Linked DNA regions of Mus musculus: regions 1, 3 and 4 are each linked to region 2. Evidence: chromatin contacts called from public ChIA-PET, HiChIP or PLAC-seq and promoter capture Hi-C data. All regions are on one chromosome and are shown on one strand. Each heading gives the region's core, a stretch centred on a gene start, on an enhancer-like site or on the middle of the called end of the contact. The rest is flanking DNA. Distances are from core to core; before and after follow the strand shown. Region 1 holds the start of Prdx1 (peroxiredoxin 1). Region 2 holds the start of Mknk1 (MAP kinase-interacting serine/threonine kinase 1). Region 3 holds the start of Ipp (IAP promoted placental gene). Region 4 holds the start of Tal1 (T cell acute lymphocytic leukemia 1).

What was found. Promoter capture Hi-C pulls out the DNA fragments that hold promoters and counts their contacts. ChIA-PET counts read pairs in DNA pulled down with a chosen protein or histone mark. HiChIP or PLAC-seq counts read pairs in DNA pulled down with a chosen protein or histone mark.
Region 1: a contact with region 2 is called in a promoter capture Hi-C map of liver, with 4 times the contacts expected there. The contact joins the promoter of Prdx1 here to the promoter of Mknk1 in region 2. A contact is called at or near these places in 1 of 39 promoter capture datasets (liver) and 1 of 115 datasets of contacts at active chromatin or transcription factors (memory CD8 T cells).
Region 3: an RNA polymerase II ChIA-PET map of memory CD8 T cells shows a contact between it and region 2, with 12 read pairs. The contact joins the promoter of Ipp here to the promoter of Mknk1 in region 2. A contact is called at or near these places in 1 of 39 promoter capture datasets (erythroid cells) and 1 of 115 datasets of contacts at active chromatin or transcription factors (memory CD8 T cells).
Region 4: an H3K27ac HiChIP or PLAC-seq map of microglia shows a contact between it and region 2, with 7 times the contacts expected there. The contact joins the promoter of Tal1 here to the promoter of Mknk1 in region 2. A contact is called at or near these places in 7 of 39 promoter capture datasets (the HPC-7 cell line, cranial neural crest, embryonic stem cells and 2 more), 1 of 484 Hi-C or Micro-C datasets (embryonic stem cells), 9 of 115 datasets of contacts at active chromatin or transcription factors (bone marrow-derived macrophages, cardiomyocytes, embryonic stem cells and 4 more) and 2 of 9 other capture datasets (adipose tissue and embryonic stem cells).

The regions. Positions count from the first base shown.
Region 1 is chr4:116,682,428-116,690,098 of GRCm38.p6, reverse strand. It overlaps Prdx1 (peroxiredoxin 1), which reads right to left and starts at 4,500. Exons shown (of 6, transcript NM_011034.4): 1 at 4,439-4,500; 2 at 2,576-2,692. The coding sequence starts at 2,681. AV051173 (expressed sequence AV051173) reads left to right here and starts at 4,077. Exons shown (of 3, transcript NR_040442.1): 1 at 4,077-4,162; 2 at 4,261-4,454; 3 at 4,791-5,137.
Region 2 is chr4:115,835,932-115,843,618 of GRCm38.p6, reverse strand. It overlaps Mknk1 (MAP kinase-interacting serine/threonine kinase 1), which reads right to left and starts at 4,421. Exons shown (of 13, transcript NM_021461.5): 1 at 4,338-4,421. Mob3c (MOB kinase activator 3C) reads right to left here. Exons shown (of 4, transcript NM_175308.5): 4 at 7,434-7,687.
Region 3 is chr4:116,502,149-116,509,464 of GRCm38.p6, reverse strand. Ipp (IAP promoted placental gene) reads right to left here and starts at 1,916. Exons shown (of 9, transcript NM_008389.3): 1 at 1,815-1,916.
Region 4 is chr4:115,053,177-115,060,640 of GRCm38.p6, reverse strand. It overlaps Tal1 (T cell acute lymphocytic leukemia 1), which reads right to left and starts at 2,830. Exons shown (of 5, transcript NM_001287388.1): 1 at 2,770-2,830; 2 at 975-1,122. Gm33786 (a long non-coding RNA gene) reads left to right here and starts at 1,331. Exons shown (of 2, transcript XR_376559.3): 1 at 1,331-2,584; 2 at 2,732-3,019. It overlaps Gm52674 (a long non-coding RNA gene), which reads left to right and starts at 5,060. Exons shown (of 3, transcript XR_003955097.1): 1 at 5,060-5,548.

The sequences.
Region 1 (7,671 bases), core at 3,251-5,750, 850 kb before region 2:
AAGAAATAATTAAGTGATCTCCTGAGTAATTTTCTCCCCTTCCATCTTGTTATATTCAGGGTTTCTTGATTCTGCTGTTAAGATGTGTTATTAACAGACTAGTTGTCTGAATCTATCTTGAATAGGACTAGTGATATTATAGAATTCAACTAATTAACCCTATTTTTTATGTAGGTCCCATGGATTAGATAACTTGAAGCCCCTCAAGCTTGTGCAGCAAACTTTCACCTAATGAACAATGTTTCCAGGCTTCATGGGTTATGTTTAATGTCATAAATCACAATTGTGTTCCTAACAAGTCCAACAGGACATGACAAGAAAAATGTTGCAACCAAAAGAACGCTAAGTACCGGTAGGTAACAGGACCTCTAGCTCCAATTTTACTTTAGTAACTGAGATTACCAAAGCAAATCTTCAAGGCTATGAAGCCTCTCACCATGCCTAACGGCTAAACTACTTACTGGAACGTTTTCAAATACCTACTTATTTTCAGGTGGTAACTATGACTGAAAGTCAAAACAAGCAGTCTTTGACTCATCTAAGCAATCTCTCTGTGGCTTTGCTTAATAAGCACTTTGAAGCCTCAGCAGACCAAGCCCTACAGGGCAGAGAGCAAGCACTCCTCCCAAGACCATGTGCCAGGGTCACCTCTACCTCCCAAGAGGTAGGTACTATTTAAACTGTTTGCCAGTGAGATCTTCTCCATACAACCCACAGCATCTGTTCTCATCCCAACTACAAAGTGTGATGTCAGGAAATCTAACTGAATATTTTACTCAAAAGCTATCTCCAGAAACTCATATACCACTAAAGAAGGTACATTTAAAACCAGAGTTTGCAGCTTGTACCTAAGAAATCTATAGTCGCAATGGTCTCAAAAGACCTAATTACCCTGAGATGGCAAGGCAAGGGAGAAAGAATGCAGACTAGAGAGATACCTCAGCATTTACAGGTATATTGCTGCTCTTGCCAAGAACTCTGGTTAAAATCTAAACATCTACAACCATCTGTAAGTACAGTCTCAGGAGTTCCAACACCTATGCACACAAGCAGACCAAGTTCCAGGACAGTCAAGATTACATAGAGAAAGAAACCTTGCCTCAAAAAACAAAACAAAAACAGAAATGATCAGATATAATTGATAGATTTGTTTTGCCTTTTTTTTTTTTTTTCCGGTTTCCTGAGACAGGGTTCCTCTGTATAGCCCTGGAACTCACTCTGTAGACCAGGCTGGCCTCGAATTGTTTTGCTTTTTTCTTTTTCTTTTTTCCAGACAGGGTCCCACCATGCAGCTTTAGCTGACCCGAAATCCACCTGCTACACCACTCCATTCACTACACCTAGCTAGGAGCTAAATTTTTTAAAAGGAGAGAAGGTAAACCATCAACAGAACCTACCAAGTATCTGCATGAAACTATGGTAAAAACAAAAGGTAATTGGAGTGTCAAGTCTTCCCTTTGAGCAAAAGCAAAGCCACAGCTCCAAAGACTTGATTTGTAAGACCAAATGTAGTTTTTTTAAAAAAAATGAGCTGAAGGTGACTGAAAAGTTGGCTTGGCAATTAATCATAATGGCTGCTCTTTTAGAGGACCCAGTAGAAATATGGAGGCTCAAAAACATCTACATTCCAGTCCCAGGGGATCCAATGCCCTCCTCATGTACCATATGTACATGATGCTCAGACACACATTCAGGAAAAGAAAAAAACCCACCATACACATAAGATTAAAAAATGTTTTAACACCAAGCGTGGTGGCACATGCCTTTAATCCCAGCACTCGGGACGCAGAGGCAGGCAGATTTCTGAGTTCGAGGCCAGCCTGGTCTACAAAGTGAGTTCCAGGACAGCCAGAGCTATACAGAGAAACCCTGTCTCAAAAAACAAAACAAAAAAAAGAGGAAGGGAAAAGCAAAGGCAGGTTGTATCTATCTCTAGGAGTTAGATACAACCATGGTCTACATATTTAGAAAGCCAAGGGAATAGATAGTAAGACAGCTCAAATAAACAAATGATGAGAGCGAGCAAGAACTGACCAAAACAAAGGGGGACAAGATTGTGCAAGCTTTAATCTTAGCACTAGGGAGGTAGAGGCAGGAGGATGTCTTTGAGTTCAAGGCCAGCCTGATCTACATAGTGAGCTTCAGGACAGCCAGAACTACATAAAGATCCTATCTTAAAGAAAACTTTTTTAATTACAGTGAAAAAAGAAAAGGGAAAGGGCTAGAGAGATGGCTCAGCCCTTAAGAGCACCGACTGCTCTTCCAAAGGTCCAGAGTTCAAATCCCAGCAAGCAACTACATCCGTAACGAGATCTGACTCCCTCTTCTGGAGTGTCTGAAGACAGCTACAGTGTACTTATATATAATAAATAAATAAAACTTAAAAAAAAAAAAAAAAGAATTCCCCCAATAAATAAATGCCACTAAAAAAGGTAATCAGATAAATGTTAAGGTATAATAAAGCATACTTTCTCTAGAAATGACTCATACCTAGGATATCTACCCTTGTTATCACTGTCCTAACCTTGACTTCACTTCAACCTAAAGACATGTGAAGTGGCCTCTTTAATCTTACCTTTGTATTCACTTAGGCTGATATCTTTGAATTGTCCATCTGGCATAACAGCTGTAGCTTTGAAGTTGGGAGCAGGATACCCAATTTTTGCATTTCCTGAAGACATCTTGCTATCAGCTGGAAAAGACAACAAAAAAAAGTAAACCCTATTCTTCTAAATAAGCAACAGCTTTCACCTACCTAGGAACTTAACTGTAGCTCAATCAGAACACAGGCTCACAGTTAAGGGTCCCAACCCAAAGCTCCAACTCCAGGGTAAAATTGAGACTGAAAAATCAGCCTTTGTTTTCACTTGCTAACAGCTCCACAGTGTGTCTAAATAGGTCAGCTCTCCCACCCTTTCTAAGCCAGTTTTTGCAATGGCATTTTATTCTGCATATTCATTAGGGAGAAACGGGAAGGAAATGGAACAGACACAAAAATCCCAAGCACATCAATGCCAGGACACTGGCATTTATTGCTTCAGATCTTTAGGTGTTCTGTTTAAGCTTAAGTTTTCTCTGCATAACTTGTTTGAGGCCAACCTAGATTTAGTAACCGTGTCTTAAAACGTTCTTTAGGTTTAACCCAGGGACAGTGGAGCATCATCCCAGCACTCTGCATGCTGAGGGAGGAGGATACTGAACCGAGGGAACACTTGTCTCAATTTCTGTATGAGGGAGGTTACGCAGGTTAAGGTAATTGCTATCTGATGACCGTAGTTCCATCTCCAGAATGCCCATAAGGATGGAAAGCCGACTTCTACAAGGTTCACACACACAAATGTTTAAAAGAAAAAAACTTGGGATGTGTAATCTCAACACTTGGGAAGTAGAAGCTTAAGATTCAGGAGTTCAAGGCTAGCCAAATTAGAGGCCAACCTATTTCCAAGATACTCTAAGAAAAATACAAAAAGAGTCAATGTACTGCTAAGAAACCGATTTCTGCACTATCGACCCAGGTCAACACCAAGACAAATAAATTGTTAAGATGTACAACATTAGGAGCTTCAGCGATGGCGCAACAATTTAAGAGCCTACACTGCTCCTTTCCGGAAAAGTCCTGGTTCAGATTCCTCCACCCACTTAGGATGGGTTCACAACCACCTGTAACTAGCTCGGGGGGGGGGGGGTGTTTACCACACAGGTAGACATACACATTAAAAAAAAACCCACAATCTAAAAGAAAATTTACGCCTCTCAGTATGAGTGCAAGTTGGAATCCAAGTTCCAAATTTCTTGGTTCATAATACCAATAACCAAAAGAAACGCCAAGAAAAAAAGCATCTTTCATCGCAAACTTTAAAAAACTTTTAACTGTTTTTTTTCAGGGACATGCTGCACCTGCAGCATAGCAACTACCTATCTGGTGTGCCCCCTAACATAAACCATCTTTTAATCAAACTTGCTTTGCAACGTGGCCCAGCATTTCCAAACTCAACCAATCCCGGAAAAGCGACTTCCGGCCGCTGAGAAGTCTCCGTAGGAATCGGACTAGAACGCCGGAGAAGGTCACGCCCCAAGCTCGCTGGAGGTTACGTTCCTACCACTCACGCCATCACCCACTATAGCACATCAGAAAACACAACGACACAGCCCAGTGCGCGCGGTAAGTTCCAGCACAAACTCGTCCCACCAAGCCATCTCCGCCCTCTATCGGTGAGCGGGAGAGGAGGAAACTGAACGTTAGCCTCAGGGTTCCAACAGGTCCGGGAACTAAGCGCCACGTGAAGAATGCGAGTAGAGCTCCAGCACTCGCGGGACCAGGCCTCGCCCTGCCGCTTCAGCCCGTGATCGCCCGGGACGAGCCGGGACCGGCCAGAGGGAGAAGGAACCAGTGATGGGCGCGAGCCGCGTTTCTCAGCGGCGATACCCGCACACTCACCAGGGTCGAGCCACAGGTCTCACAAACAGAAAGAGCCGTGAGAACGCAGGAAGAGGTCGCCCGACAGCGCGCGCGGGGAGCTGCTTTTATAGCCTACAAAGTTCTCGCGAGATTCTCACGGGCCGGGGGTGCGGGAAGAGGGGGACCTGGCTGAGCCCCGCCCCACCCTGGCCGGCCTACGGGGGATGACTCAGCGCTTTCCCTGGATGGGCCTGGAGTGGAGGGGGTCTCCAGGGGGAAACGCTCACACTTTCAGTGATGCTGTTCCCAGAGGTAGAAAAGCACTGCCCTTTGAGTCATTTCCTCGTTTAATCGGGGTACCCGGGTAATCCGTGCCTCTCTTTATTCCCAGGACCACTGTGTGCTGTGCAATCAAGACCCAAACTAGAAGAAGGGTCTGTTTTACTGCTCTTGGAAGGCCACGTCTAAAATTAAACCACGTTCAGGGGAAACTGTGCACCCAAATATTTCTCAGTCGCACCCCAGCCTCACAAACCTATTCTAGGGCTGGAAAAGCTGGCTCAGCCGTTATAAGCCCTGGCTGCACTACCAGAGGACCCAGCCTCAATTTCCAGCACCCACATGGCAGCTCATAACTGTGTAGATCCAGTTCTAGAGGATCCAACACCCTCACACATACATGCAAGCAAAACACCAATGCACAGAAAATGAAAAGAAATAAATCGTTAAGAACAAAAACAAAACTCCTGTTCTAGTCTGGTCCTCATTAACCCTCACCACTGAGGGCAGCCTCCATTGGTCTCTGATTACTGGATACTGCTTTTCTGTTTCACACCCATTTCTTGCATTATTCTTAAATCTTTCTGAATCTCAGCCTGTCACTAAACTGATTTGTGGTTTTAAAAACTGGGGCTCTGTGGTCAATTTCCTGAGTTAAAAGTCACTGTTCCAAGCCAGGCAGTGATGGCACATCTTCTTAGCACTCTAGAGGCAGAGACTAATGGAGCTCTGAGTTCGAGGCCAGCCTGGTCTCAATTCAATGCGAGTTCCAGGAAAGCCAGAGCTACACAGAGAAATCCTGCCTCCAAAAAAAAAAAAAAAAAAAAAGTCAAGAGAGTTAAAGAGGGGTCAGGCTTGATGGCCAGCACTGGGAAGGTAGAGGCAAGAGAACCTCTGTGTTTTTTAGTCCATCCTGGTCTACATAGCAAGTTCCAGGACAGCAAGGACAACATAGAGACCTTGGGGGAGGGGAGGGGAAGCCGGATAGATACAAAGCTCAGAGTTCCCATTTCATATCACATGCTTTGTGTGATTTAGGAACCCAGAGATGGATATAATCCAAACTTTACCCTCTAGAAAGTCATGCTATAAGGATGGGGCAGACATGGAAACACAACAGTTAGAAGATTTTATTAGGCCGTAGAGGTTTAGGCATAATGGTCAAGTCAAGGGACAAATGAAAGCTGGTAACTCTGTTAAAGGGACTAATCAATAAACTCAGGTCAGGGACAGCTTTCCAGGAAGTAATGCTTATCTGAGTCTACAGGCTTATCCTCTCTGCAATTAAGTGGAATTGGTTTTCCTGGTTTGAATAGATAGCCTTGAAAGCAGTTCTGAGCTTTAAGTGAGGGAGATGAAAAAGTTACAACAGAAATGATAGTTCACATCTCTATTACACAGTAAGAACTAAGTACTATGGACCAGGTTTACGGGTGCACGGCTATAATCTTATCACTCGAGAGGCTGAGTCGCCAAGACAATAAAGGAGATACTTGTCTCAAAAACAAAACAGAACAAAACACCTACCACCACATCAAATTTAGGTATTATGCTAACAAACACTAGTTATGTACGTTAAGATCTAGAGTTAGCCAGACTTGTTGATGCATGCCTTTAATTCTAGCTCTTGAGAGGCAGAGGCAAGTGGAATCTCTTGAGTTCGAGACCAGGTTGGTCTACAAAACGAGTTCTAGGACAGCCAGGGCTACACAGATAAACCCTGCCTCAAATTGTCATCCCCACTCCCGAAGAAAGATGTTAGAATTATTCTATTGTATAGGCAAGAAAAGACAAGTCTTAGTAGGATTATATTTTTTGTAAGGTCACATAGAAGGAACAATGACTGTGTGTGAGTGTGTGCATGCATGTGTGGTTTTTTGAGACAGGGTTTCTCTGTATGGTGCTTGCTGTCCTGGACCTCACTCCTTAGACCAGGCTGGCCTTAAACTCATAGATCAACTGTTTCTGCCTCCTAAGTGCTGGGATTAAAGGCACGTGATGCCAAACCTCTGACACTTTTATTTTCAAGACTTCTCTTAACTCTTATTAGTAACATAATAGGATAAAAAAAATGGGGGAAAAGCTATGTCATGCTAGCTGAGTATCTGAAGTTTTGGGTATGTATCATCCTTTATTACAGAAGTGTCTTTCATTTTCCTTCTCAGCATGAGGTTATTTCACATTATTCATTTCCAGTTGGTGGAGGAGTTAACCCCACTACTTCCCACGGCTCTTGCACCAGGATAGAAATGGGGAAATGCTATGTCATGCTGCCTGAGCATCTGGCCTTTTATGCATTTATCAATTCTCTTGACAACAGTAGTTTTTTGTTGTTGTTGTTCAGTTACTTTTTGGTGTGTGTGTGTGTGTATATGAGCATGATATAAATGTGTATGCTCATGTGTATATATATTCAAGTGTGTTCTCAGAGTCATGTACCTGTACACTTGAGCAGAGACCAGAGGCAGATGTTGGTTGTGTCTCTATAAAGAAGCATGAACATGAAGCAGAGCTGGTGGAGATGCTCCTGTCTCGACCCACACAGCCCTGAGGTTTTATAGCCAGCTATGCAGCTACAGCCCTCTCTCCCGATGTTGCTGGAATCCAAAGCCAAGTCTTCATATTCATCCAGCACTTGTACCCATTGCACCTCTCTCGAGCCTTATTGTTTCTTTTTCTCCTTTTTCCTTCCCACCCTGAGGGTAAATGGTTGTCATTATTCATTTCTTTCTTGTGAGAGCAAGGTGGGCCAGAGGACAGCTTTCAGACATCAGTTTTCTCCTCCCACCCTGTGGTTCCTGGGGATGGAACTCAGGTCATCAGGCTTGGCCTCAAGCTCCTTCACCTGCTGAGCCATTGTGCCTAGCCTTTGGTTTTGTAAACCAAGTCTGAGTCTCACTATATAGCCTAGGCTGGCTTGAACTCAGGACAGTCCCTGTGACTTAGCCTCCAAAATGCTGAGATTACTGCTATGGATTATAATGACAGATTTC
Region 2 (7,687 bases), core at 3,172-5,671:
GCTTCACAGTTGAAGCCTCCTCATTCATGTCCCTACTCTAGAAGCTTTGTGCCAGTGGGTCTCTGTCCACGGTCAACAGAAGCCTTATCATGACATCCAGAGCCCTGCAGCAAAATGGAAAGAATATGAGTCTTTGAACTCAACTGTCCTGTGTGAACCATGCTGTCACTTACTAGCTACCCAGCCTTAGCAAAGCTACTGTAATCTTCTGAGGTCTGGTTTCCTGATCTTTAAATTGGGGATAAATATGCCTCTATTACAGAGGTCATGAGGATTAAGTAAATTACAGTGGGTAAACTGTGTGGCTCACTGCAAGCCACAGAGCATACATATGCTGAATGCTAGAGCTCTTCTCTCGTCCCAGTCCACAGCTCTCCCCCAGTGTGCTATGCTCACATGTGTGTGTGTTCCCTTCCACACATTTCTGCCTCCAGTCATGGTTCCAGCTGCCCTTTCTCCCAGGAAAGAACTCCCGCCATGTTCCAGCCTAATGTCTCCACCTTCAGGAATCTGGTCATGCAGGCATTGATTTCTCCTGCCTAACTCCCACTTGGTTTCATTTACCCAAGTCAATCTGACTTCAGTTATTTATGTACTGATCCATCTTCCTAACTATACACGAGGGAGAAGGCTTCCAAGAGACAATTACTTATAGGAGAGAAAAAAAAAACAACAAAAAAAAAACAACAACAAAAAAAAACAAGTTGTTATCACTGGTGCATATTTCTCAACACCAGAGGCTCTTTGACAGCAAGAGCTTTGTATGTTACTGAGTAGAATCTTTCCAGCTTACAGTGGGACTCTTTATTGAAAGATCTAGGACTGCATTTTTCTTAAAGCTGTGTATTTTACAATAAGCAGACAGTTTTTGTATTGCTGGGGGTCAGAGCCTTGTAAGCACCAGCCCAACAATTTTGTAGGCATATTCATATCCCTAAGCTGAGATCTGCTAGTACTCATGTGGACTTGCGACATTCCTTTGTCTATCCTGCTGGCACATCTTGGACTCCTCTTGGGCTATCTCTTCAGCATGAGGATGGCTTTCACTCACAGAGAAGGAAGGCTCCTGGAACAAGCTCTCCACCCCACTGGGTAGGTGACTGCCATGACAACTATACTTTAAGTCCAGAACTATAAGACCAGAAAACAGTGGAAAGGGTTCCTATCTGCATTGGTTTCCAAGTCCATAACAGTTTAAGGTACTTAAAACTATAGTCCAGGGCCAGAGAGATGGCTCAGAGGTTAAGAGCACTGACTGCTCTTCCAGAGGTCCTGAGTTCGATTCCCAGCAACCACATGGTGCTCACAACCATCTGTAATGGGATCTGATGCCCTCTTCTGGTGTGTCTGCAGAGAGCAACATGTACTCACATAAATAAATACATCTTTAAAAAAAAAGAAACAAAACTATAGCTCAGTCCATAGTAAGTATGTCATAAATGTTAGCTTCACCAACCGTGTAGAACTCCTTGGGAGCCCTCATAAGCAGGGTACGAACTTGACTTAGCAATTGATGCCAGCCTGGGTATCACAGAGTCCATCTCAAAGAATTAAAATCAATTCATTTAAGTTCTTTCTTCTTTCTTTCTTTTTTAAAAATTTTGTAGAGAACCAGAAAGATGGCTCAGTAGTTAAGGGCATGTGCTACTCTTGCAAAGGACCTGAGTTCAGTTCCCAACATTCATGGTAAATGGCTCAAAATGACCTGAAATTTCAGCTTCAGAGAATTTAACACCCTCTTATGATCTTCCTGGGAACCTATATTCATGTGTACATGTACACAATTAAAAAATACAAATAAGGTCAGATGTGGTGTGGCATACCTTAGCCCCAACATGTGGGAGGCAGAGGTAGGTGGATCTGAGTGTAAGACCAGCCTGTGCACATCCTGAATTCCAGATCAGTCAGAGAGACAAGGTTCAGGGCTGTCTCAAATTAACTAATTCACTAGAGTAGAATTAGAAAAAACAAGTGTCTGGGCATATCACTTCCAGAACTCTCTATCCTTGACTGAGTCCTTGTGAAATCTTGCTTGAGTCTTTCCCTATCCACAAGATAAAGGTAGTGTAACTAGATGGTTCCTATGCTTTCTGCCTTCACACACACACACACACACACACACACACAAAGAACTTTCTATTCCATATGTTGGGGCTGTTGGCAAGGAAAAATGTGAATTTGTAGCTGCTGGTCCCACATGGAAGAGACTACTGTTTACCAAGGCCAAAGGCAGAACAATTGATTAGTCAGCCACCTGTGAGCTTTCTCGTACCTGAACTATATCACAGACTATACAGGTCCCTGAACACTGCACGACTTCTCTTGTAACTAAACTCACCAACAGCAAGGCCAGGGCCTGAAATCAATAACAGCAGTGAAGAATCTTGGTTCATGAAGAATTCCTGCACCTTTGTGCCTCTGGTGCCTGTAAGTAGGGCAACATCCATCTAACCAGGGCCCTCCTTAGCCATGAAGGAAAACATGAGGTCTCCTTCTAATCTTGATGGCTTGTAAAACAAAGACCAAAGAGGGATAAAAAAAAAAAAAGGCACTGACTCATTTGACCACAAGCATTACAGAGACCTACTATGTGCCAGTCCTGTACCATGAAGAGCAGGTGTGACATAGACTTGGCTCCTTGCCACCAACTGTAGTCGGGGTACATATGAGTGATGTACCCCAAGACAGACTTTGCTAAGACGTCTATAGGAAGCTCAGTCTCTGCTACAGGAGACTGGATTGGGAGCATCTAACCAGCAGGAGGATGAGACGCGTCACCAAAGATGTGGTGTGAGCACCCGTGAAGAAGCTGCAGAAGGTGCCATATTATTGAATAACTACAGACCACACAACAGGAGACCTAGCTAAACATGTGCTGCAATTTGCCAGCTTCTTCTCAGAACTTCTCTCTCCATGGTTGGGTTGGCTGGTGCCAGGCCCTCTGACTGCCAAATCTGCACTAGAGAAATGACACTCCTATGCAAGCCAAAGACCCTGGATTATAGAAAGAGGAACACTGAGGTGGGAACAGATGCTCCGAAGGGGCTCCAAACTTCCTGGCTAGTTCACTTTTTTTTTGGTTTTCGAGACAGGGTTTCTCTGTGTAGCCCTGGCTGTCCTGGAACTCACTCTGTAGACCAGACTGGCCTCGAACTCAGAAATCTGCCTGCCTCTGCCTCCTGAATGCTGGGATTAAAGGCATGTGCCACCACGCCCAGCTTGTTTTTTTTGTTTGTTTGTTTGTTTGTTTTTTGTTTTTTATTTTATTTATTTATTTATTTTGCTAGTTCACTTCTATACACAATCCTGACTCCGTGTCTATTCTTCACAGTACTTCCAGCCCAGGCCCTTTAGAAGGCCCGAAGCTAGGGACAGTGGGCAGCAGCTCTCTGATGGCTGGGGATCCAGGGAAACATTATACATCAACCACTCAGCTGGTTCTTGGCACAAGGCCTGTGGTCAACAAGTTTGAGCTCCCTCCTCATACTGCAAGGTCAATTCCACGTGTAAATCCCAGAGGCTCCAAGGCTCAGGTTACATCAGCTTCTCCCCCCAGGGCCTCCCTGAAATATGCCAGATCAAAACACTCTTTCCTGGAAATCACAATCGTATGTATCAGTACCATTGCATGTGGGCAATTTACATATAAGCATACTTAACCCTCACAGTGACATTATTATATTCGTTTTAAAAAGCTCTAAGAGAGAAAAATGAGTTGTTCTAGGATGCTTCCTAGGAGAGGGGAAAGCATAGCTCACCCCCAAAGTCAAGCACTCCCACCCTCTTACCTAGCTTCTGATGGTCCACAGTCCTACAGCTATAGGAAAGAGACTGCATCCTACCCACACTCCCACCTCTCTGTTGAAAAAAGTGTGGCAGAATCATTTGTATACTATATTGCAAAATAAGTGGAAACCGCCAATTTAACACAACGAAGTACACATATTTTATAATGTGCTCATGCCAGTGAACTGTCTTGAGCCCTGTCAGTCTTGAGTGTATCCTTGTTTGGTCTGAGGCTCAAACTCCTTATAGGCTGAGCTCCTCCTCGACAGCCCGTACCCACCGGCTCCGGACCTGTCACAACCCAAGCCTGTCCATAAGCACGGGCTGAGAGTCCGAAAGAGGATCTTATGCGCTGCGGTCTGGGCAGGGAAGCAGCTTTGAGGACAGTTCTAAAAGGATGTCCCCTTCGGCTGCTCCTCCGCAGAAGAACCGGGTCTTAACCTCGAGCTGCTCAGAAGGCCCTGTCTGCCCCTCCCGGGCGACTGCAGCGCCGCACCCCAGACCCCGGCCCCGTTTCCCCGCCGAGGGACTCCTCGCTGGCTCACTTTTACCTTAGTTGACCACCGCGGGAACGGCCGCGAGCACCCCCACCTGCAGGTCTCCGTCGAGAACGCGGAAGAGGCGGAGCTAAACTCAGGGGGAGGGCCCGAGCAGAAGGAGGCGTGAGGGGGAGGAGTCACGCCTGCGCCCCGAGGGCCACACGTGGCGAGAAGCAAGGCCAGTTCACTGCGCAGGCGTGGCATATCAGAGCGTCCTCTGGTTGTTGCGGGTTTCTTTTACAAGCGGAAAGTGGAAGACGCTGCAGGTGCAAATAGTTACTTCTGCGAGCCAGAACGGAGTTCTTGTAAACCTGAGGGCAGCTCTGTTAAGTAAAGTTTATTTTTGAGACAAGGCCTTTTGTATACTCCAGACTTGACTTCAAACTCGTTTTTCTTCTGACTCAGTCTCCAGAGTTCTCTGATTACAGACGCACACCACCGGGCATGACTGTAAAATTTCTATAAAGGTCTGCGTATACAGAAGTTCATTACTTCCGGTAATTAAATTTTTTAAATTGTTGTTTTTCTAAATAGTCTCACTATGTAACCCTGGCTGGCCTCAAACTTAAAGAGATCTACCTGCCTCTGCCTTCTGAGTGCTAGTATTAAAGGTGTGTGCCACTACAGCAGCTAAAACAACAGCTAAAACAAATGTTCTTAAAGATCTATTTCTTTTTCTCTCTCCTCTCTGCTCTCTCTCCTCTCTGCTCTCTCTCTCTCTCTCTCTCTCTCTCTCTCTCTCTCTCTCTCTCTCTCTCTTCTCTCCCCCTCCCCCCTCCCCCCTCTCCCCCTCTCCCCTCTGTGTACTAATTAGAGTAGTACCCCAACCAGCCTCCTTGCCTCACTTCCACAGGCTGCAGATGCCTGAGACGGGAAGACGGGGTGCTTGGTTTCAGTTCAGGTTCTGACGCAGTTTTCTTTTGTGTGGTGAAGTAAACTTCCCTATCCCATTCAGTATTGTTGTTAGGGTCTGGAGAGTAAGGGGCTTAAAGAGCATCTCCGTTTCCCATCACTCCTCTAAAACACATTTATTCCCTCTTCTGGCCTATGTGTTCAACTATATGAGGGAAGGAAGTGGAAGTATTCAAGACTTTGCTAGATTTCAAATCTAGATGAAGACTGGAAAGGGACGTCTTTTTCCCAAGCATTTGTATTTACTTCCTTTCCAAATTTGAGTCCCCTTCAAAGGCTGGATATTGCAATCTCTTTCAACTTATAACCTTCCAGGCCCACCAAACTTCGTGTCTTCACTGCCCTTTCTAGTCTATTCCCCAACCCTTGATAGCCAACCAGTCCAGGGTCACTCAAGCATAGATTGGGATCCAGATTCTCAAAATTACTACCCACCTCCCCATGGCAACCATGATGGTTAATTAACATTGGATAAAGGCTCTAGGGTGCTCCCAGGAAGGAGGGCAAACCATGTAGAACTCAGACCTTCCTCTGGCCTATTTGACCGCATTCCATAGTTCCATACTGTGGTAGCCACGAACATATAAAAGGGCCACAGGGCTCATGAACGCTGAGTTCATCCAGCATCATTAGTCAGTGTGGGATGTTCTGCCCCAGGGTGGAGGTGACAGCTTATTCCCTGTTCCCTGTCCCCTCAATGGATGCAGATCCTGAGCCAACAAGACAACTAAGCCCTGGCTTCCCAGGTAAGTTGCTTTTGTTAGGTTTTGCCTGTTTAGGTGAGAGTCTTCTTATTTCTCATTACTAAGGTCAAAGCTCTCCCTCTTTGTCCTCTAAGCATCCTTCTCAGACTCTCCAAGCAAGTGTGTGTGTGTCTGTCTGTGCATATGTCCTTCCTAACATATTTCCAGACATCTCAAATTTGAGATAAATTTAACTCTTCCACAACGTACATGGACTTTCTAACAGCTGGACTGTCCAGTGACTGAAGAGATAATGATTTGTAATGGGTTTGAAAACACTCTTTTAGAACACTGGGCTCTGGGCATTAGAAGGAACAGCAAAATGGAAAACCTTCCAGATTCTAGAGCAGATACTGGGGGTGGGGTGGGTGGAAGGAGAGCCAGGCAGCTGGCTAAAGACTTGTGTCAATCACTTGAGACATGTTGAGTATTAGCTGGATTATTATCATGTCCATTCACAGGGTGAGGATGAAGGAGCTTAGAGGTCAGACCCTCACCCCTACTTCTATTTTAAAATGATACTTCTGCCAGGTGTGGAGGTGCACACCTTTAACCACAGCACTCAGGAGACAGAGAAAGGTGGATCCCTGTGAATTTGAGGCCATCCTAGTCTACAGGGTGAGTTCCAAGGTAGCCAGCACTACATAACGAGACCCTGTCTCAAAAAAAATCATTACTACTGTGTATGTGACATGAGTGGGACCCCATTCCAAGTGGCGTCTCTTCTTTTGCCTTTATGTGGGTCTTGAGAATTGAACCTAGGTCATCACGCTTACATTGTTGGGCAGTAAGTGCCTTTATCCACTGTGCCATCTTGGTAGTCTACCACTTCTGATCATAAAATAGAAAGTGGTTTATAGAGGGAAGGCTAGAAGCTCAGGCCTCAGCTTCTCAGGTAGAGTCCCTGCCGGCTCTTTTGAAGGTATAAGAGGACCTCTGTTGAATCTTCAGAACCAAGCTGCTTTTGACTCCTGTCTGAGTGGTTGTGGTTTAGGGGCAGTGAGTTCTAGCTGTCTCCTGGGGAATATGCTCTGGATTGAAACCTGCCCTACCTCCCCTACTTTGAGTCCTGAGAGGGGCTCCTTGTTCTGTGGTTGGGGTTGGGGCTGTATTTCCTACTGCACTTTTAGCCATCGGTTCTTCCAAACCACCCTGACATGAACCAGCATTGCCAGTGTCAAAACAAGGAACAATTCCCTCCTTTGAATGAGTACCTTGGAGGCACACCCTGCACTGCCCTCCTACGACATCCTCAAGGCTCTCGACTTATCTTACTCTACGACTCAGAGCCCTGGGAGAACTTGGGTGTCCCCACACTGGGTAGCTAGTCAGTCATGACTGTGCCCATATGGTCCAGGAGCTTAGGACAGAATGTCTTAATCCCACTCTAACGGTCTCTCCTACAATCCACCAAGACACGTGTGGCACCCAGAACACCACTTCCCACCAGTGGTTGCTTTAGTTTGTATCTTTTATTTTACAAAAAAATAGCAAAATCTTTCTTTTCACAAAAATAGATTTCCCTCCTCCCCCCTCCCCTGTGGTCCCTTTTCACAGCCTAGATTTCAGAATATATTCTGCAGCCCACCGTGGGGGGAATCTCCCACTGTCCTCAGTTCTGAGACATTGCCAAAGCTGCAGGCCAGCCTGTTTCCCTTGGGGACTTTTCTGGAGCCAGCAGACATCCCAGGTCCTGCTGCCCCGGAG
Region 3 (7,316 bases), core at 667-3,166, 670 kb before region 2:
AACTCACCATGTAGACCAAGTTGCCCTCAAATTCAAGAAGATCTATCTGCCTCTGCCTTCTGAGTGTTGAGATTAAACAACCATGCCTCACTCTCAATTATAATTTTTATGAGAAGAAAATATAATCTCTAAAGCCACAGAGAAGGAAACTACTAAAGTTTCCCCAGCATTAGTATACCAACAGTCTTGGGTTTATTTCATCTATGCCTGGGGTTGCTCCTGCCATATTCTATTCCACAGAAGTTATCAGACTAGGTTGTAGAGAATGGAACCCAGCTACAGAAACTGGGATCTGAGTCTTTGCAGGTTTAACAAAAACAAACATGTCAACAGTCATTTCAGAACGCTTGGGTTCTTCAAGTAGGCATGAAATAGAAGATAACAAAAATCCAACACTTTCATTATTTCTTATTTCCCAAAAAAAAGTTGAAGCTAAGAAACATGGCAACTTGCTATGAGAATCAAAGGGATAAATTCAAGTTACTGAAGAAACCACAAGTCCTTGCAATATAAGATCGACGATGAAGCAGAGGAAATGTAAAATGATTAAGGTTTTGTAATTCAGGCACCAAAGAAAACCAGTAATCAAAATGACAGAACTGTTGTAAGCTGATATTTTTAAAAAATTCAGTATATAGCATTCAGTCAAAATTATCAGTAAAAATGATCTGAAGGTGGGTGTGGTGGTGCAGAGGCAGGCAGATCTCTTAGCTCCAAGCCAGCCAAGACTGCATAGTAAGACCTTGTCATAATAATAATCTGATAATCATGACTATATAGACACTAATTTTGGGAGTTTTAAAGGAAGCCGCTAAAATTTACTTCAGCATGCACACAATGCATCTTACAAACAAGTGGCACATAAATACAATCTATTTCCCTCTATGTGGAAATTCGACCTATAGATGTTATTATACATGGCGTGGCTGTCAGACTTGTTGCTGCTCTGTATTCTCCCTGGCAGCAGATTCTGAACCCTCGCGGTGTGATTCTAGGCTACCTCCATTTCTCTCTTACTCAAGGTATTAAAGCACAGCCACAAGTCAAATGCCTCCTGTTACAACAAACAATTCACTTAATATTCACTTTGACAGTAGAGAGCCAGAATGTTTGTTGTCATCCTTCTCAGTAAATGTTGATGGCATTCCACTGCCAGTGGAGCACCTCATCCTAAACTGTGGCTTGGGAAATGCTTGTTCGTACAAACATGAAAAGTGAAGACCTGGGATTAGTGCATAGGGAGCTAAGAACTATGCTTCCATACAGTTTACTGGCTAACGATGGAGATAATCGGAGGGACTAAAGAGGACCTATGCTTTGATGGCCTGGATTTCCCGCTGAAGAGCATCTGAAAGTTAATTCAGTTAGAGGGCCAGAGCTCCAGCTGAGCATCAAAACAACTGAGACTCTTTGTGCTTGAGTTGGAGGCTGTAACTAGAACTCTGCCTAAACTGGTAGACACTAGAGGAAGAAAACCAACTCTGTGCTACTGACAGCGCGAGCCGGTAAGGAATTTCAGACTGGAGCCGGTAAGGAATTTCAGACTGGAGCCGGCAGAAGTCAGGGACAGGGTCCGGCCTTCGGTTTCCCCAGTGGGTGCTGGGAGAGCAGAGGCCAAGGCGCCGTGAGACTGGGAAGCTCCGGGACGCTAAAAACACACGGACGGTCAGAGCGCCTCCGGAGGCGACAGGACGAAAGCGGAGGAACGGTGCGTTCCAAAGCTCCAATCACTCGCTCTTCCCGGTCTGGAGAGCTGGACATGAGGAAGTTCCCAACCCTGTGAGAAACACAGACCGCACGCAGGCCTCGCTTACCCGCCGCGTCCCTTCCCGCCGGCGCCCTCCGGTGCTCTGCGCGCGCAGGCAGGCAGCGGAGGGGGCGGGGACAGTCTTTGGTGACAGGTGACTGCGAGTGCTGAAGGCGCAGCTTCGGCGCTGATGCGGGAACCTTCTACTGCGCGTGCTCCGCTTCTGGCCCCGCCTCCTCACAGCCACCGGCGTCGCTGGGTAAACCTGGGTAGCCGCTTGCTGGCCGCGGAGGCAGGTTCTTAAAAACCTCTCCCCTGCCTTGGGCTAGTGGACTTCCCTATTCCGCTCCATGCACATCTTCAATTCTTCAAGTGTCCCAGGCCAGGTACTGATCTCAGCGTCGAGGAAAATCACGTGCACCGTGCTTCTCTACCACCTTCCTTAGATCATTTCCTGAACCTCAATTTTGATACACTCCTGCCTACTTTGAAGTCAAGAATCAAAATGCCCACTTCTTTTTCAGTGTAGAGCATCATAATGTGTCCTGGTGCATTAGCAACGTCCAAACTTTTTTATAGTCTCCCCGCCCCACCCCAGGGTTTTCCGTGTAGGCCTAGCTGTCCTACAACTCACTCTGTAGACCAGGCTGGCCTCGAATTTAGAGATACACCTGCCGCTGCTTCCCAATTCTGGGATTAAAGGTGTGCACCACCATGCCCGACTGAGATTTTATTTTTTAAATGTGTGCCTCTAACCATAGGTTTGTATATGTAAAGGCTGTGCCCATGAAGGTCAGAAGATGGTGGTAGTTCCCCCTGATGCTGGAATTACAGGCTGGGAACAGCTCAGGTCCTCCTTGAGGGAAGTGGACTCTTTGCCAGGAGTTGTGGTGCACATCTATCATCCCAGCACTGGGAAGGCAGAGACAGGAGGATTTCTGTTGTGTACCTGGCCAGTCCAGTCTACTTAGTGAATTTCAGGATAGCTGGGGCTATGTAGAGAGACCCTTTCTCAAAAATAACAAGTAGTGTGCTCTCTTAGCCACATCATCTCTCCAACCCTCAAACTTTATGTTCCTGACCCATAGTGTACAAAAATATTTTACATCAAACACATACCATGTATTTGCATATTCAGATGTATAGCTAAGACAAAAATTTCACAAGACTATGCTTACATTTACTCCACATCTTCAATTTCTACTTTACATTTCATTATGAAAAGTGCAAAAAAAAATCTGCAAAAAGTGGCAGAAATTTAGAAAAGAGTAAAAGGAATTACTGGACCCCTGTCTGGTGCAAGGCTCAGCAATCACTGACCAATACTGGAAGGCTAGTTCCATGAAGATTTTCTATTGACTAAGCTATTTTATGGTGGAAGAAAAAAAAGAGAGATGGCTCAAACGATTAAGAGCACTGGCTGCTCTTCTAGAGGAACTGGGTTAGTTCTCAGCAACTACACGGCAGCTCACACCAGTTCCAGAGGATCACACAGCCTCACACAGACATACAAGCAGGCAAAACACCAATGCTCATAAAATAAGAATAAAAATTTAGAGGGCTGCCGAGATGGCTCAGTGGGTCCTGAGTTCAAATCCCAGCAACCACATGGTGACTCACAACCACCTCTAATGAGATCTGACGCCCTCTTCTGGTGTGTCTGAAGACAGCCACAGTGTACTTATGTATAATAATAAATAAATCTTTGGGCTGGAGAGAGCAGGGACTGACCAAGCAGGGTTGACTGGAGTGAGCAGAGGTCCTAAGATTCAATTCCCAACAACCACATGAAGGCTCACAACCATCTGTACAGTTACAGTGTACTTATACACATAAAATAAATAAATCTAAAAATAATTTAGAAGAAAAATACCAAAACATTACATTTTAGTGATACCAAGGCACTTTTGTCTCTTTTAACACATTTATTTAGATATTCCAGGTTCTTAGAAAATACAACATTCCTACAATGCCTGATGAGATTCTAAAATGGTGCAGTTACTATGTAAATTCTCTGGCAGCTCCTCAAAGGGTTAAATATAAAGTTACCATGCAATCTAATAACTGAATCCCTGCAGATATATATCCTAGAGAAATGAAAACAGATGATCATGCAAAAACTTGTTTATAAGAATGGTATAAGTTGATCACCATTATTCATAGCCACCACATGGGAATAGCCTCAATGACTATCAACTGATGAATGAATGAACTAAATGGGAACAAATGTGTGTGCATAAAACAGAGAATGATTTGACAATAAAAGATAAAGTTGTGCTCTATTTACTAGAGAAAAAAATGCCAGAACCAACCTTGAGGGTCAACAGATGAATGAATAATGAAAAATTTCTATATACATAAAATGGAATCTTATTCAGCTCTAAAGAAGAATGCAATTACAAAATTTGCAGGAAATGGATAGATTTAGAGTGTATAATATTAAGCAATGTCACGCAATCTCAGAAAGGAATATGTTTTCCCTCATGTGCAGAATCTAGCCAACAATTTATCTTATATGTAAAAACTGTATGTAGGGATACAGTATAAATATATAGACAAGAGAATAAAGACACTAAGGATCAGGGGATAAGGAAGGACTCAGTGATCATGAGTTACTCCAGAGGACACAAAGCTAGTTGTTTTCCTAGTTCTAATTCTGCAGTGGATTTTTTTTTCATCTTTGGCAGACGATGGCAGCAGAAACATACATTCGATAGTGCAAGTGTCAACTCCATGCGAAGCTCCCCAGCCACAGGAAGGTGTCTCTAACCGTAGGGAAGTCATTGAGGTATTGGGCTCTGGGTCTGGTTGATTCTAATATGTGATGCTTATTTGCAACGTTTTTTTCTTCTAGTAGGGTTTGTCAAATTAAAAAAAAGGAGGGAGGACTGGTACATGCTACAATATGTATGAAAACTTTATGCGCTATGAGAAGCCCAACATGAAAAAACATACATTGCATAATTACATTTCTATGAAATATTTAGACTTGGCAAATGGACAGAAACAGACATTAAATTTGCAGTTATAAAGGACTGAGCAAAAGAGTGACTTCTAAAGAGTATAGTGACTTCTTTTGGTATAGTGAAGACATTCTAAAATTAGGTAGTGGTGACAGTTGTAAGACTACATAAGCAGAGTTAAAAAAAAATCACTGGATTGTATGCCTACCATAAGAGAGTAAATGTTATGGCATGTGAATTATAGCTCAATAAAAGCTGCTGTATCTTTTAATGCTAGATTATGTTATTCCTGTGCTCAGAATTTTCCATTTCATTTAGAGCAAAAGTCACTTTCTCCCAGTGAAAAACAGACTCTGGGGGGGGGGGGGGAAGCCAGAGAGAGATCAGCATTCCGGAGGCAGAAGCAGGTGGATCACTGTGTGTTTGAGGCTAGCCTGGTCTACAAAGCAAGCTTCAGGACAGCCAGGCTGTTGGACAGAGAAACACTGTCTAGAGAAACCTAAAAAGAAAAAAAAAAAAAAAAGAGCTATCTTGCAGAAGACCTAGGTTCAATTCCTCACGTCCACACGGTGCTTCATAGCCATCTGTAACCCCACATTCAGGGGATCCAACAAGAACACACATCATGCACATACATACATATAGTCAAATCGGTCATACAAAAGTATGTAAGTAGCGAGTAAATAAAGCCTAAAACAGATGTTTAAGGCTCTGTAGGGCCCCTCCCCTATCACTCCCTATGCTTGCATCTGTGGCTCTTTCTCCCCTGCCTTCATTCTGCCCAGGCCTTTCTAGCTTTCTTGTTGGTATTTTTTCCCTGTGCTATGAGCAAGCATACTCCCGTTTGGCATCTTGCACTCTAGACTGTTCTTTTGCAATCTATCCTTTGGTTCTCTTCAGATCTGTTTCTTCAGATTTCACCTTTGCAGTGAGAACATCCTGTTAATCTCATTTAAATTATGGTGTCTCTCCCAGAGCTATCGCCACACGTTCTCAACCAGATTTTCCTTCAGGAAACTTATTGTCTTGGGGCTACTGTTTCTTCAGTGAAGCACCATGACCAAAACCAAATTGGGAAAGGAAGGGTTTATTTCACTCACAGTTCCATATAACAGTTCATCAAAGGCGGTGAGGGCAGGAACTCCAGCAGGGCAGAAACCTTGAGGCAGGAGCTGATGCAGAGGCCATGGCAGGGTGTTGTTTACTGGTTTGTTGGAAGAGATGGTAAGATGGTTCTCTCCAGAGAATTCCTCCATGTCTTTTCTTTCTCTTTCTTTTCTTTTTTCCCCACTTGGACACAACTGGTATTGTAAGATAGTAGCTGTTCCACTTGGAGGATAGTACTGTACAACATGTTTGATGTTTCGTCCCCAGACAATGGTGCTGTTTTCAGAGACTGTAGAACCTTTGGGACTTGAGGTCTTCAAAGAAGTAGAGCACTAGGGGCAGGCCTAGAAGGCTGTTTTGGTCTGTGTTCTCTGCTTCTTGATTTACCAACATATGAGAAGTCTTTGTCACATGTTCCTACCACCACAGGGGCCTTCTTCCATACCTTCCTCACCTCTACAACTGTGGGCCAAAATAAACGCCTTCTTCCTTAATGGTTCTGTTCCAGAGATGCAACAGCGATTAATACCACATCTTTGAGAGTGGGAATTTCTTTTTGGTTGTCTGTTCTATCATTTTGGTTTAATACCAGCAATGGCTTTGGAGCATAAAAAGATATTTCAGGGTGCCAGAGAGGTGGTCCAGTGGTTAAGAATATTTGTTGATCTTTCAGAGATCCTGAATCAGTTCCCAGAACCTATGCCAGGTAGCTTACAATTACCTGCAACTTCAGCGATAGGAGATCCACTCCCATTTCTGGCCTCCTCGGACACACACACACACACACGAAAATAAAGGCCTGGAGAGATGACTCAGCAATTGAGAGTATTTGTTCTTGTTGAGTACCAAGGTTCAGTTCCCAGGACCCACATGGTAGCTCACAATCATCTATAACTTTAGTTCCAGGGGACCCTAAATCCTCTTTTCCAAGGGTGCCAGGCATGCATGTGATACACAGACATCTAAGCAGGTAAAACATTCATAAATATAAAAAATAAATCTAAAAGGACAAATTTTGTCACGTCTGCTCTCAACAAGCAAGAACGACACGACCACCAGTTCTTCTAACAGCAGTTTATTCAGCAAGCTTCAGTCTTCATCTCTCTTGCTTCATCTTTTTCTCCCCCGAACCCCGGGCCTCTCATTCTTATATACTCTCAGCCCCCATCCACTCACAGCAGGCCATGTCACCTCACCAGGCACACAGCTTCAGCCAATCAGGGTGGCAGGGGCACATCTCCACCAAATATGGACTTGTTTACACCACCAGCATCATGGTGCACCTGCGCAGCTCTCATGATGGTCGTGGCTATTTTCAGGTGTATGAGGAAGTCAGGTGCAAGTCATAAGACTTAGCAGCAGTCCCGGGAGCCATCTTGGGACTGTTGCCACACCTGCTCCTCACAAAATTTAAAAACAAAAATGAAAATCAACACTTAAAAGATATTTCAGTTCCTTGGGTACTTTCTCTAGCTCTTCCATTGAGGGCCTTATGAAGG
Region 4 (7,464 bases), core at 1,581-4,080, 780 kb after region 2:
AAATATCCAAGGCTTCCAGTAGAATTCTCCATGCTCAGCTCCTGGACCTCAGGTAAACCTCCTAAGACCAGGATCACACACAACCCCACCCCCACCCGCACAGCAGCCCAGGGGTTAACACTAACAGCTTTTATGCAATTGTTTTTATTAAGGGAGAATGGGAAAGGGAGGGGGCTCAGGCTAGACAGGAGCACTCGACCATCCCAGCTCTTTGTGCTTCCCGAGACCCAGGTTACAGCCTCAACCTCATCTTCACCTTCCAGTTGCCCCAGCCAGCAGGTGACAATACACCTGAAAAGGGGAACCAGAAAGCTCCTTTCTGGGAGGCACTGCATCTTCTCCAGCAACTCCTAATGCCCCAAATCATAGCTTGGAGATTTTTTTTAATCCACTTATTTTTAAAAGAAATAGTGTTGGCCTTAGACTTGGCTGGCCTCCCATCCCTCCACACTCATATGCGCAAGACACAGTGGAGAAACACAAAGCCTGCACCAAAACCTAATCCGCCAGTGAGCAATGCACTATCTCTGCCACCACTCGAGTGGAAATGCGTTCCAGCACAGCTTCTTAGGCCTTAGGCCTTAGTAGGGTGGCTTTGGCTGCTTTTATTCGTGCCTGGAGCTCCTGCGCCATCCGGATATAGCCACAATAAAGTTACCGGCCTTGTGAAATGTGCTCGGAACCGGGACCATGGGAGCGGCCTGGAGGACATAATCCAACCAGCTTGTTTTATCCAAGGCCGGAAAAAGGAAAGAGCCCTGCTGGAGGCCTGAGGCAGCTTAGTGGCAGTCAGATCCCGGGTTCTTAGTCTAGGTTGGTTCTCCCACCCCCACCCCCACCCCCACCAATCTTCTCAGTTCTAAGTCGTCTCCCCCCCCCCGCCCCCCAGTTCACAACCCAGAATACTGTTGTTTCCACAGACATTACCCCCCTTCCTCCACCCACCCCACCCCAGACTCCAGGCCGCAACTAACCTGGGGCATATTTAGAGAGACCTACTCGGCTGGTTAGGACCTCCACTCCTCCGCTGGAGAGGGGTCGAGGTAGGACCCCGAAGCTGGGTTTCCCGGCTCTCGCTGAGAGACCAGCAGTTACTTAGCTTGCCGTGAGGTCCTGCGCGGTCTGCCGCGCCCAAAGCGAGTTTCCAGGAAAGATGGGGGTGGAGAGAAAGAGGGAGGGCGAGAGAGAAAATGGGGGGTCAATGACTGGGAATTACCTCGTGTGCCCCGCCATCCCAAAGAATAGCAAATGGCTTTCCGCCTCCAACTTGCAGGTGTTTGGAGCCCACCCTCCCCCAAACACATCCCGAATTAAAAAAAGAAAAAGAAGAAGAACCTTACACCTGACCAATCAGGAATAACTACTTAGTCCAACAACAACAGCCTCTCCGGCAGGCTGCCCAGAACGTGTTCGAACCCTCTAACGGATCTGTCTAATTCAGTATGGCCGAATTTGTTTTCTAAGCATGGACGTCTCTATGCGGGTTGCCCCCACAACCTTAGCCCAGGCTTAGCCAGAGCAGGAAGATGTAATTCTCTATTTGACGAGGGTGGAGAGAACGGGATGGAAAAACAAAAACAAAAACAAAAACAACAACAACAACAACAACAAAAACCCAAGAGTTTTCAGGCCCTGGCTGCTGGGTCAGAACCTGGGAGCCCTGGTCCCATACTCCTCATGACCCCATCTTTCAAGTTCCTGCCCAGGACAAGGCAGAACCTGTTTCCAAAGATCCTATTTCCCTTGCAGGGATGAAAGGGAGAGAGAGAGAGCTCTATCTGTTTTAGCTGGGTCCCTTGTTTTCTTTCTAATGGATGCAGAGATATAAAGGAAGGTATTTCACCATTTCTTCCACCACCTTTGCAAAAGATTTTCGACTTTCGGGGTTTTGACTGGCAGTAGATGAGAGTTAACTCTTACACCTCTTATACTGTTTCGCAGCGATAAACAAAGCAAAAGGAAAGACGGGCCAAAGCAGACCGACGCCACTTCCAAGAGCGGTAGCTGGATTTCGTTTGCTTTTATTTTTCGCCTCCTTTTTTTTTTTTAATTGTTTTGCCTGAGATGTCCACCGCCCAATGGCACATCGAAGTCTTGGGTTAATTGCGAAGGCTTCCTTCTCTCCGCTGCGGCTTTGGCGGAAGCTCAGAACTGCCTCCTCCCTGGCTTTCAATTCAGTGCGGGAGGTTTTCTTTCTCCTTGCTAATCCAGAGAAGGAGGGAAGAGGAGGGGAGACGCGGGGAATACACTCGTTCCCGTTGTTACTTGAGGCTAATGTTTGTTTTATGGAGTGACTCTTTATTCTGACTACCTCTTCATTTTCTTTCCCTACCCCAAACCTGGCAAGTTAGGGGAAAAAAAAAAAAAGCAGCTAGGGAGGGGCCTAAGACAGGACAGGACTGCTTTGTTCTCCCTCCAAAGAAGCTAAAGGGTAGAACTGGTGAGCTTTTTGTTCGATTGTTTTAATTAAAAGCGGATATTAAGGGTGATGGTGATGATGACGAAGGTATTAACAATCGCAGTAAAAGGGGAAAACGCGATCCTTCTTGTCCAGCTAAGGTGGCCCTGAAGCGGTCCTTCCAACGTAAGTGGACTCCAAGGGCAGCTAACCTGCTAGGGGGTCTGACTGGACCGGGATGGGAAAGGGACTGAGAAAATGTCCCCCGGGACGATCCCGAGGACCCCCACCCCTGGCACCAGACCTGGAAAATGTGCCCATTGTCTTTCCCAGCCTCTCCCAACCACCGCGGACGCACCCGCGAAACTGACCAGAAATAGGCGAAACCCAGGGGCAGCGCGAATCCAGGCCTGGCGCTGCGGGCGGGAAGACGCTGGCCTCAGCGAGCGCGGCTCATCTTCCAGATTAGAAGATTCCCCCCGCACACACCAGGGGACCCCCGCAACACCAAGGCACAGACAGCCTCCGGACAGAGCTGCCGCCCACTGGGCTCTGTCCGCCCATCCGAGCCAACACTGGCTCCCGAATACATCATAATTTGGAATAAAATGTGAAATCCCACTCCCCGCCCCCATGCTGACGCCCCCACCAGCGCCTCGATCTCTCGCTCGCCCTCCCCCCACTCCCGCCCCCAGCGATTTGCAAACGCACCTCTAAAGGACACAGGCACACAGGCATAGGACTCTTGTTGGACAGGACCACACATGGTCCAGGCCCAGAGGAGGGAAGCAGATGAACACGAGCTAGCTCTGTCCCACAAGCCGGTGTAGGCAGACCGGCATACTGTCCAACATGACACAGCGACATCAGTCACACGCAAACGCTCACAGACACACAACCTCACAGGGTGAGGATCACACCCGCCCGACATAACGAAACCAGCCTAACACTTTGTCCAAGGCCACACACTGCGATACACCAGACCGACCTTGTGGAGAAAAGAAACAGGGCAATTTACATACAACGAATAAAACGCAGAGAGGTCGGAATCTCCACACCCAGACAGCGCAGGGTTTCACACTCCCGCACACGACCTATCGCCAAAAGCCCACGCGGGGAGTAGCCACCGCAGCCTGCCGCTCACGCAAGCACTCTCAACCCGGCCGCCCGCACACACCGCCCAGAAGCAATGGAAGCCGCCAGCGCCTTGCGCTTTTCTGTCTATTGCGCAAGGGGAAAAGGGGAAGGAAGGAAGAGAGTCTCCCCGGCGGGAGGGGCAGCGGAGGGGCGTCGTGGAAAGTGCCCCCCGGGAAGAGACGGGGGAGAGGGAGCCGAGGCTGGAGTGCGCATGGGGAAAGACGGAGGAAACGGACGGGCAATTCCACGGGAGGCGACTGTCTCCCGGCCCTGGGAAGAAGGCCGGGACGCTCACGTTTTGCGCCTTGGGGGTGTGCGTGGCCATGTTGGGCAGCCCCCGCCCGCGCCTCGCCGCGCGCTCTAATCCCGCTCCCGCCCGCGGCCTCGTTAGCGCCGGCCGTGTGCGCCGCCGAGATAAGGAGCCGCCTCGGGCCCGCCCGCCCCCGATAAGCGCCTCGGCCATTATGGGCCAAATGATTCATTTTAATTTGGCAATTTCTCCGGAGGGAGCGGGGACGGGTTGCGGCGCTGGGATGGCCCAGGAATGCGCAGAGGAGAGGGCTGAGCGCTCACGTTGGGACCCGGCGGGTTCCGCCCGTTCCCCACCCCTGGCCCCTCGGGATTCCCGCTCCCTACAAACAACCCGACTCGGATCTCCGCCTCCCAGATGCTCGTTCAGCGGCTTTGGCCGTTGTCTAGCCTCTTAAGACCACCGTGTCTCCCGACCCATTCCCAACCAACCCTCCCTTCTTCATTCTTTCTCCTGTCTTCTCCAAAGCCAGAGTGTCTGTTTCTCCTTTTTCCGTATCTCAACACCCAGTTCCTCGCTGACCCTCATCAGCACAGGCCCCTGACCGCTCTAAAACTGGAATTGCTCAAAGATAAAAGACTCTATAGGGGGACAGAACAGATATCAATAGAGAGATGAAAATGCCCCTTAAGCTTGGTTTCAGGATGAAAGCAGAACACCCCCCCACCCATCCCCAAGCCCCCATGTTCCTTAACACACTCTTTAATCTTAGTACATTGTTTCTTTGCACTATACAGTTTGATTTTCCTTAAATATCCCTAAGGACTGGAGTTTGAGGGCTTGCCAATCTTGTGCAAGGCCAAGGACTCAATTCTCAGCACTGCAAAAATAAAAATAAGCAGGTGTATAAATGAGAAAATTCTAAATTAGCTCTTTTCTTTCTCTTTTTGGTTTTTGTTGTTTTGTTTGAGATAGGGTTTGTCTGTGTAGCCTTGGCTGTCCTGGAACTCTTTCTGTAGACCAGGCTGTCTTCGAACTTAGGGATCCACCTGTCTCTGCCTCTGGAATGCTGGGATTAAAGGCATGCACCACCACACCCGGTTTCGTAATGCTTTTATTTTTTATTTTTTAAATACCATACAATTGGATATCATTAGGGCACCTTTGAATAATAGTGTGCTTTAGTGATACTTTTCCCCCTTCATCCAACTTCTCCCCATTGGTGCTTTTATTATTCCTAATTTATAGGTGAGAAAACAGTGGGGGGAGGGGGTGACAGGGCTGTGTCAATAACTCAATATTAAATTTCTAGTGAGGGACAGAAGCCTGATTTGAAAGAAGTTTGACATTGAAGCCCATAGGTACATTGTAGGAACCCAATGGGCTGAGGAGTATCTGGGTTTTTCTTTCTATGATGGTGGAAACTGGCTGTTGTAATCCAAAAGATAAGGGCAAAAATAGCAGAATTCTTGGCCAGTTTGGGCTATGTGAGTGAGACCATGGTGGACACATGGTGGTGTTTGGGAGGCAGAGGGAGGTGGACACCCACGAATTCAAAGACAGCCTGGTATAGAGAGCCAGGTCAGCCACCAGCCACGGGTTCATAGTGAAACCCTGCCTTGAAGCAGAAGAGAAGAAAAGAAGAAAAAGATAGTAAGAGCAGTTAAGGAAGACCAGAGTGACTACCTTCTGGTCAGAAAAGGACCAACTCACAGCTGTGGTTGCCTGCTCAGGATCAAGCCAGTCAAGATTCTAGCCAGAAGGTAGGTGTATGTGTGTGTGTGTGTGTGTGTGGGGGTGTTCATGAGCCTTCACCGCTAACTGAAGAGCTATTGACAGTTGAACACTTCTTGAGAAGGGGAATCATTTTTAAGGGTGTGGTCCCTGGTTTTGCCTGTATTAATGTCTATGTACTGTATCCAGAGACTAGAAGAAGGCAGACACATTAGCTCCTCTGAAACAGGAGTTTGTGAGCTACCATATAGACACTGGAAATCAAATCCAGGTCCTCCAGAAGAGCAACCAATGCTCTTAACCACTGAGCCATCTCTCTAGCCTCTCTGTAGATTTAAAAAAAAAAAAAAAAAGACATCAGGATAGGAGGAGATGAGGGGTAATAGGAGGTGAATATGATCAAAATTCATTTTATAAAATACTCAAAGAATAAACGCACATACCTTTAATCCCAGCTCTCATTGAGGCAGGCAGGCAGATCCTTTGAGTTAGAGGCCAGCCTAATCTACATATGGAGTTTCAGGACAGCCAAGACTACACAGAGAAACCCTTTCTCAAAAAGCCTAAATGAATAATAATAATATTTTAAATGCCAAAGTTTCATATACATGAGAAATAATATAAAAAGTGGGTGGTAGGGAGCTAATAAGATATCATAGGCATTTGTCTGGTTGCCATACAGAAATTAAGAATGTTAAAGGAAAGTAGGGGGCAAAGAGATGTAACTTGATCAAACTTATAGCTAGAGTAACGCCAGCACCTATCTGAACTCTCTTGTTCAATTTCCATTCCATAGACCCCACTAAGCATCCCAAACTGCATTGACCTTCCAGTAGCTCTGAACCCGGTCACAGACTGAGACTCAGTCAAGGGCTGATTCCAAAGAGTAGCACCTGTTTTGAGTTCTGCCCCTCCTAGATTTCAGGACCAATACTGGAGATGGAGTATTAGTTACACCTGTCTGTTCCTCTGTGACATTTGATGAAAGTCCAGCTGTGCTGCCTTCGCTTGGTTATATGGGCTAACTATATTGTATGTGAGCTAACTGGGTGTGCTTCCCAGGAAAGCCAGGCGTCCTGGACCAAGGGCTGACACAGAAAGGGGGAAAGTTAATGTAAGAAACAGAAAACTGGTACAGTATGGGTGGAAGAATTGAGGGTTTTGTTTTTACCACTGTGTTTACATAAGGGCTTGCTGTCCTATGTAAGATCGGATTTGCTTTTTTAGAAAACCCTTGGAATGAAGGAACTAGAGAAAGTATCCAAGGAGCTGAAGGGGTTTGCAGCCCCATAGGAGGAACAACAATATGAACTAACCAGTGCCCCCAGAGCTCCCTGGGACTAAACCACCAATCAAAGAAAACACATGGTGGGACTCATGGCTCTAACTGCATATGCAGTATGCAGTTAGAGCCATGAGTATGGCCTAGTTGGTCATCAATGGGAGGAGAGGCCCTTGGTCCTGTGAAGGCTCTATGCCCCAGTATAGGGGAATGCCAGGGCCAGGAAGCAGGAGTGGGTGGGTTGGGGAGCAGGGGAAGGGGGAGGGGGAAGGGATAGGGGACTTTCGGAGGGGAAACTAGGAAAGGGATAACATTTGAAATGTAAATAAAGAAAATATCTAATAAAAAAGGAAAAAGGAAAGGAAAGGAAAGGAAAGGAAAGGAAAGGAAAGGAAAGGAAAGGAAAGGAAAGGAAAGGAAAGGAAAGGAAAGGAAAGGAAAGGAAAGCCTTGGGTTGAAATGGCGGTAGGGGCTGTGTTGGTGTGGGGAGCTGGGAGGTGAAGGCTAAGTGTTCTGTGACCAGAGAAAAGAGGTTAGAGCTTGTTCTAATTCTCCTTCCAGGAGATGGAAGAGAAGGTGTGGGGTAGATGTTTCGCACAGGGTATTTAAGACTGAGTTTGGAAGAACTACGAATAATGAAAATCGAAGAATCCAGGATGTCTG